Linked DNA regions of Sus scrofa: region 2 is linked to region 1. The links are chromatin contacts, called in public HiChIP or PLAC-seq maps. All regions are on one chromosome and are shown on one strand. The core of a region is the stretch at or near the end of the contact, and the rest is flanking DNA. Distances in the headings are between cores, read along the strand shown.

Region 1 (2,924 bases), core at 217-2,716:
TACGGATTGTACCAAAGCCACTGGTGACCAATTATCAGTACTATCCTGCTATCCTCACAGACATTGAATAGAAAGCAAGACACCTGAATACTTCCTTTTTCACCTTCAAATCCTTCCTTTTGGAATTATTCCACCGTTTATTCCAAGTAGCAACTTGTGTTTCAGATCTGGCCCACTCTGTGGTCACATCATTTCTCCTCTAGGCTAGCAATTCTAAATCCCATACCACATCCAATACCACCAGTATTCCACTCAAAAGAGAAGACGACCTAGGAAAAAATAAAAGGCTACTGACCCACACTAAGCCTATAAGAAATCTCTCTAATATAAACGATTGCTCAGGAAGCCTATTTTTTTCTAGTAAATTTTAATTATTTTTTTCCAAAATATCTTAAAGTTATTTCTCAGCCTATGTGTAATTTAAACAATCACAAAGGCTGCAAGGTACACCTGTGAACTGAGTACCTTCAAGTCAGTCACTATCTCTGATATTCTTTACATTACTGAACTATACACTTAATGGTTAAGATGATAAATTTACATGTTTTTTAATAAAAAAAAGAAACACCAAATTATGCACTTTAAATAGGTGAACTGTATGTGAATTGTAACTCAATAAGCTGTTATTTTTTTAATGTGTAAATTCATTCCTAATTAATTTTTTTAAAGAAGGGAGAAAATTTACTTGTGAGATATGGATAATGACTGATTTTATGAGAGACTATAAGGAGGAACATTTATACACATAAATATGTACACAATATAGTAGTATAGCATCTTAAAATTAATATGAAACATTAAAATCTTCATTTCACAAGTGATGTAAACTTAACATTCATACATTGAATAACATGCTAGAGTTTCTTCCAGAGGCCAGTCAACAATATCTTTTAGCTGATAGAAAGGTGTTTTAACATAGGATGCAAAATCAAAGGAGAATACCCAATCACCTAATATTTCAAATAGTACAAACAGACAACTTAGAACTGATAACTTAATTGTAAAAGGTCGATTCTGCACTTATAAGAAGTAGATCTGAATATCAAAGTAGATTTTTTCCAAAGAAAAGAGACATTTTTCAAATCAGCATATTAGCACTGCAAAATCTCCTAAGAAAGAAAGAATCACATAAATGAAACAGCTGAAGATGAAAGGATCTTTGCTGTTGAGACTAAAAGTTAAATTTTAGCCAAGTGTATTTAAAACATGTGCAGGCACAGAGAGCCACCAGTGTTCACAATTAGAGGCAGGACAAAGTGGCAGTGATCTTTCTGACAAATAAACTACTTGAAATATTGCATGACTTGCTACACAACACCCTTATTACTTTCAATTTCCAAGTGCAACCAAAAGATGGGTCCAATTATGACATCAATACAAGCTTTCTTTCAGAATGGAATGAAAGAACAGTAAATCCCAGCAGCCACGGGAGTTCTGCAGCAGCGATGATGTAATATATAAAAATAGACATCCTCTAACAGAAGCTGAAACTTGTGTAAACAGCACACAGCACACTACTCTCAACTGCCTTGCATGAATCTGCAATGCACGCTCTTAATAGCAAGAAATAAATCATTTTTTACACTATCTCCTGATTTACATTTCAATTTCTAAACATACTCTCCATAGTGTAATTTTTCAATCTGTATATATTAAATCAACATAAATACCTGATTATAACTGCAAGAAAGAGAAACAGTCCCCCCAAAGCAAGGAGATAGAGACCACTGCAGCAGCTTTCACATGCTGCATTTTGCCAGAAATGGCAGCACGTGTGGCTCAGGGCTGTTCCGGCCACCTATTGTTCAAAGACCTTTCCAGGGAGCTTCCTGCAGGATTTTACAGTGCAACATGATCTAGGTGAAGAGGGGCCAGTAAACCTGCTGATAATAAGCATGACAAGCAAAGGATACTTTTGACACTTCTCTTTAAAAGACTCTGATGTAAATATAAAACAGCAGGCATGCATACCACAAAAACATATTGGTATTTATCAAAATATGTGGAGTTTTTTGCATCTAATGACCGTAAGAGTCTAACCATATCTCTGTTTTCCATTCTTTACTCCTCAATTCTGTTTTCACGTCTCTACTGGGCTTTCCTCTATTAAAGATTTTCCCCTGAGCCAGGAAACTAAGGCCATTTGAGGAGCCACACCCAATTCCTCAAGATGCTGTGTTTCTGAGCCTCCATACTACCTGGATTTTCCTCTGCTTTAGCTGCCCATTTATTTATCTGTTCTGTGCGAGACCATAAGGTCAATGAGGGCAGCTTCTGTCTGCTTGTAGACCTTTATAGCCAAGGAGTCTGGCACATACCTGACATAAGATAGGCACTCAATAAATATTCACTAAATGAATAAAATATGTAAATGAAAATACTAATTGAACTTTCCTATGAGATAAGAAATGGAATACACAAATTTTCTGAAATTCCATTCTATTATAATTCAGAGGCACTGATGACAATATTGAAGACAAAGGTTTTAAGATTCAATTAAACAAATGCTTGATGAAAGATAAAAATGAAGAATAAAAATATTCCAGTAATTAAATTCCCCATATTTGAATAATTTCTGTATATGCATATAAACAGATTTTAAATATCATATGAATAAATTAGTCAAGTGGGATATGATAGGAACTGATTGTTACAAGTTAAAATTCTAAGACCTTAATATTCATTGATATATTATACAAAACACATGTTCTTACTGTTAAGTAGCAAATATTGGGCCAAACTAGGAAGACCTCAGTAAAAAATTAAATAATCAGTGCCAAAGCAAAGCCATGATATGAGGGAAAATACTGCCTATTTCTAATGCAAGAACAATAGCCTAAGTCATTAAGTCTAATGTCAAATAAATATGTATAATCACACAAACACTGCAATTTTCTCATGTTTCAATACCTAAATTTTTTTTG
Region 2 (2,924 bases), core at 291-2,790, 87 kb before region 1:
CACTGAACAGAGAGGAAAGTTAGAAAATAAATGTGTGGCAAGTTAGAGTCAGGAGTCATCAATATACAGTAGATACAGACAATAAATAAACCATATTGCATAAAACTTGCAGTTAATATAAAAACATCACTAATATATTGGATTGTAAATTAGAAGAGCAACTACTGCCAAAGTATATACAACTCAACTTCTTTTCTCATTTTGGTTGCGCCCATGGCATGAAGAAGTTCCCAGGCCAGGGATCAAACCCATTCCACAGCTGTAACAACACTGGATTCTTAACTGCTAGGCCACCAGGGAACTCCCCAATTTATGTTTCTTAAGGACATAGTATGTTTCCCTAAAATCTATGTCTTTTTAACTAGACAAATCATAACAAACATTAGCATAGTTTCTGAGTACAGAAATATATTCAAGAAAAGATGATAGTCATGGAAGTAGATTTAAGAAAAAGTACATTTTTATAAAGGCATTTAGTCACTCAAATGATGATTTCTGCCTCAGAATGATAAGCTGTTTTATCATCTTATCATTAAGAACTGAAGAAATTGAGCAAAATGAATAGGGAAAAAAAAATCAAACTTCCCCAATTTCATTCTCCAACGTTTCAGAGAAATAAATGAGATCATGGATGAAGTCAGATGTAAAGAAAGCCTGACACGGACATTATTTCTTAATTATAAAGGGCATAAAAAAGCAGTGGTGTGTGGTGACATTTCCTGGTGTCAAAAGAAGCAGCAATGGAAATCCAATGAGTCACTTTTACTTTTAACTCTCTACTCAGAATTTCTAGTTAAACGTTTAAGTTTCGAAAGAAATACTGCTTCATGTTGATAGCGATAGACTCAATTCCATTTATAAAAGCTTTGGGACAACTCTTGAGACATGATTTAATAATACATTAAAACATTATTTCCAGATTTGAAAGGTCAACTCTTTTCAAAACAAAGCATCAGAATATGACAATAAGCACACACAAACACACAATAACTAGATCACAAGCAAATGGTCATAATACAACAATAAGCACACGCAGAATAACTAGATCACAAGCAAACAGTTATAGCTCTGATTTGTATAAATACCTTGAAAAAAGGAAAAAGAAGATCATAATGAGGCTGGGATGTAAATCAAGGTGTCATAAATAAAATTAAGACACTTGGCATCAATTAGGCTTTCAGATGATATAGCTTAAGCATAATACCTACCATTTTTAATAGCTATGAAAAAAAAAATCTAGCAGCACTCTCCCTCTCTTTTGGGGGGAAGTGGAAATTACACAGGCAAATAAGTAAGGACAAGACTAAAGATGATTTTAGTATAAATTCTTCAAAATTCACAGGTAAGCCCACAACAGATTTAAATGTGTATTAAGTGCATGCATATAAAGAAAGGATTGATTTTCTGTGAAACATTAAAACCTCACCTTATTAGTGGAATTTTATTTTTCAACCACAAAAACCTGGTTTTATATTGCCAAAGGTATGTCATACATGACCTGAAACATCTACAGTGGACACAAGCCAACCTGGCTCTTGCTGGCACAGACAGCTCTCAATACTACCATATGCCAGGCATGCCCCAAAGAGCGCCTTCTTCAGTGCTGTTTCTCAGCCACATTTTATTTTTAGGGCTGCACTTGCAGCATATAGAAGTTCCCAGGCTAGGGGCTGAATTAGAGCTGCAGCTGCAGCATACACCACAGTTATAGCAACATGGGATCCAAGCCGCATCTGTGATTTACACTACATCTCACAGCAAAGCCAGATCCTTAACCCAGGGATGGAACTGGCATCCTCGTGGAGATTATGTTGAGTTCTTACCCCACTGAGCTATAGTGGGAACTTCTCAGCCACATTTTAACATCTATCATGGTGAGCTAACTTCTACTGTCCCCTACATCTCTGCCATCCACAGATACAGGACTCTTACTCTTTTGAAGCTGCTTTATATTAAAGACTTAATTCAGAAAGTTCCACCACTGAGCACATCTTCTTACTGGTTGACCTCTTGACCTTTCTCATTGCCACTGACATTTTCTGACCTTTCCTGACTTTATATGTAGTCTGTTGACTTTTATCTCTACTTTGGGCTCAGCAGTCTTTCTCTCCCTACCCGACAACCAGACCTGACTTCTACCATCGTCCTGCCTCACCTTGTCCCCCTACCTTCCCACCCCACTACCCACATCATTCTACTGGGCTATTGATGCCAAGCCACCAGAATCCAGCATCTTAGCTTCTGTAATACTAATAATGTTCGAGAGAGAAAGAGGTGGGAGTTGGGGAGAGGGAGGAAGAGACAGGGAGAGGGAGAGGGAGAGAGAGGGAGAGAGAGAGAGAGAGCGGGGTGTGGGGGTGGAGAGAGAGGAAAATAGTATATCTAGAAGATTTATCTGCTTGATTACTCTGGTAGCTTTGTCAAAAGAAAATATCTTTTTGTAAACATACGCCGATTTCTAGGAGAGAAAAGCTGAAGTAGTAACTAGTATTAAATCTATCATACCAATATAATAGATTCTACAGTTTATTGAGCCTTCTTTTAAATATAATTATTCTTTCCATTTCAATTACTTTACATATATGTATTATTTCAAATAATCTTCATAATAAAATATTTAAACGAGTCATACATGTTCTTCAATGCAAATTGCTTAAGGGGTTTCCTCAGTGCTTTAAAACCAACACATCTAATTATTATCTCCTTTTCCATTTTCTAGCTTTTGAACATATTTTTATTTTTTTGGCTGTAGTATGCAGCAGCTTGATGTGGGGTCTCAGTTCTCAGACCGGGGTTTGAACCAGGGCCACAGTGATGAAAGTGCCAAATCCTAACCACTAGACCACCAGGGAACTCCCTTGAATATCTTTTTAAACACAGAGAGAATTAAATTACACATAATATTCTCATACTGTGTCCTTTGC

The links. HiChIP or PLAC-seq counts read pairs in DNA pulled down with a chosen protein or histone mark.
Region 2: a contact with region 1 is called in an H3K27ac HiChIP or PLAC-seq map of alveolar macrophages. The contact joins two enhancer-like sites. A contact is called at or near these places in 2 of 47 Hi-C or Micro-C datasets (epiblast stem cells and liver) and 2 of 2 datasets of contacts at active chromatin or transcription factors (alveolar macrophages and skeletal muscle).

Annotation. Positions count from the first base shown.
Region 1 is chr8:48,164,628-48,167,551 of Sscrofa11.1, reverse strand. LOC110262100 (rap guanine nucleotide exchange factor 6-like) reads right to left here. Exons shown (of 7, transcript XM_021101306.1): 7 at 1-2,924. Among named protein-coding and RNA genes, the nearest start is that of RAPGEF2, 17 kb to the left of the region's middle. Within about 2 kb of position 1,466, at least 29 of the 83 cell types and tissues checked have an H3K27ac peak or open chromatin away from gene starts, as enhancers often do. A contact at or near this core is called in alveolar macrophages and skeletal muscle, where this site is marked.
Region 2 is chr8:48,251,402-48,254,325 of Sscrofa11.1, reverse strand. RAPGEF2 (rap guanine nucleotide exchange factor 2) reads right to left here. Exons shown (of 25, transcript XM_021101305.1): 12 at 1-2. Among named protein-coding and RNA genes, the nearest start is that of RAPGEF2, 69 kb to the right of the region's middle. Within about 2 kb of position 1,540, at least 3 of the 83 cell types and tissues checked have an H3K27ac peak or open chromatin away from gene starts, as enhancers often do. A contact at or near this core is called in alveolar macrophages and skeletal muscle, where this site is marked.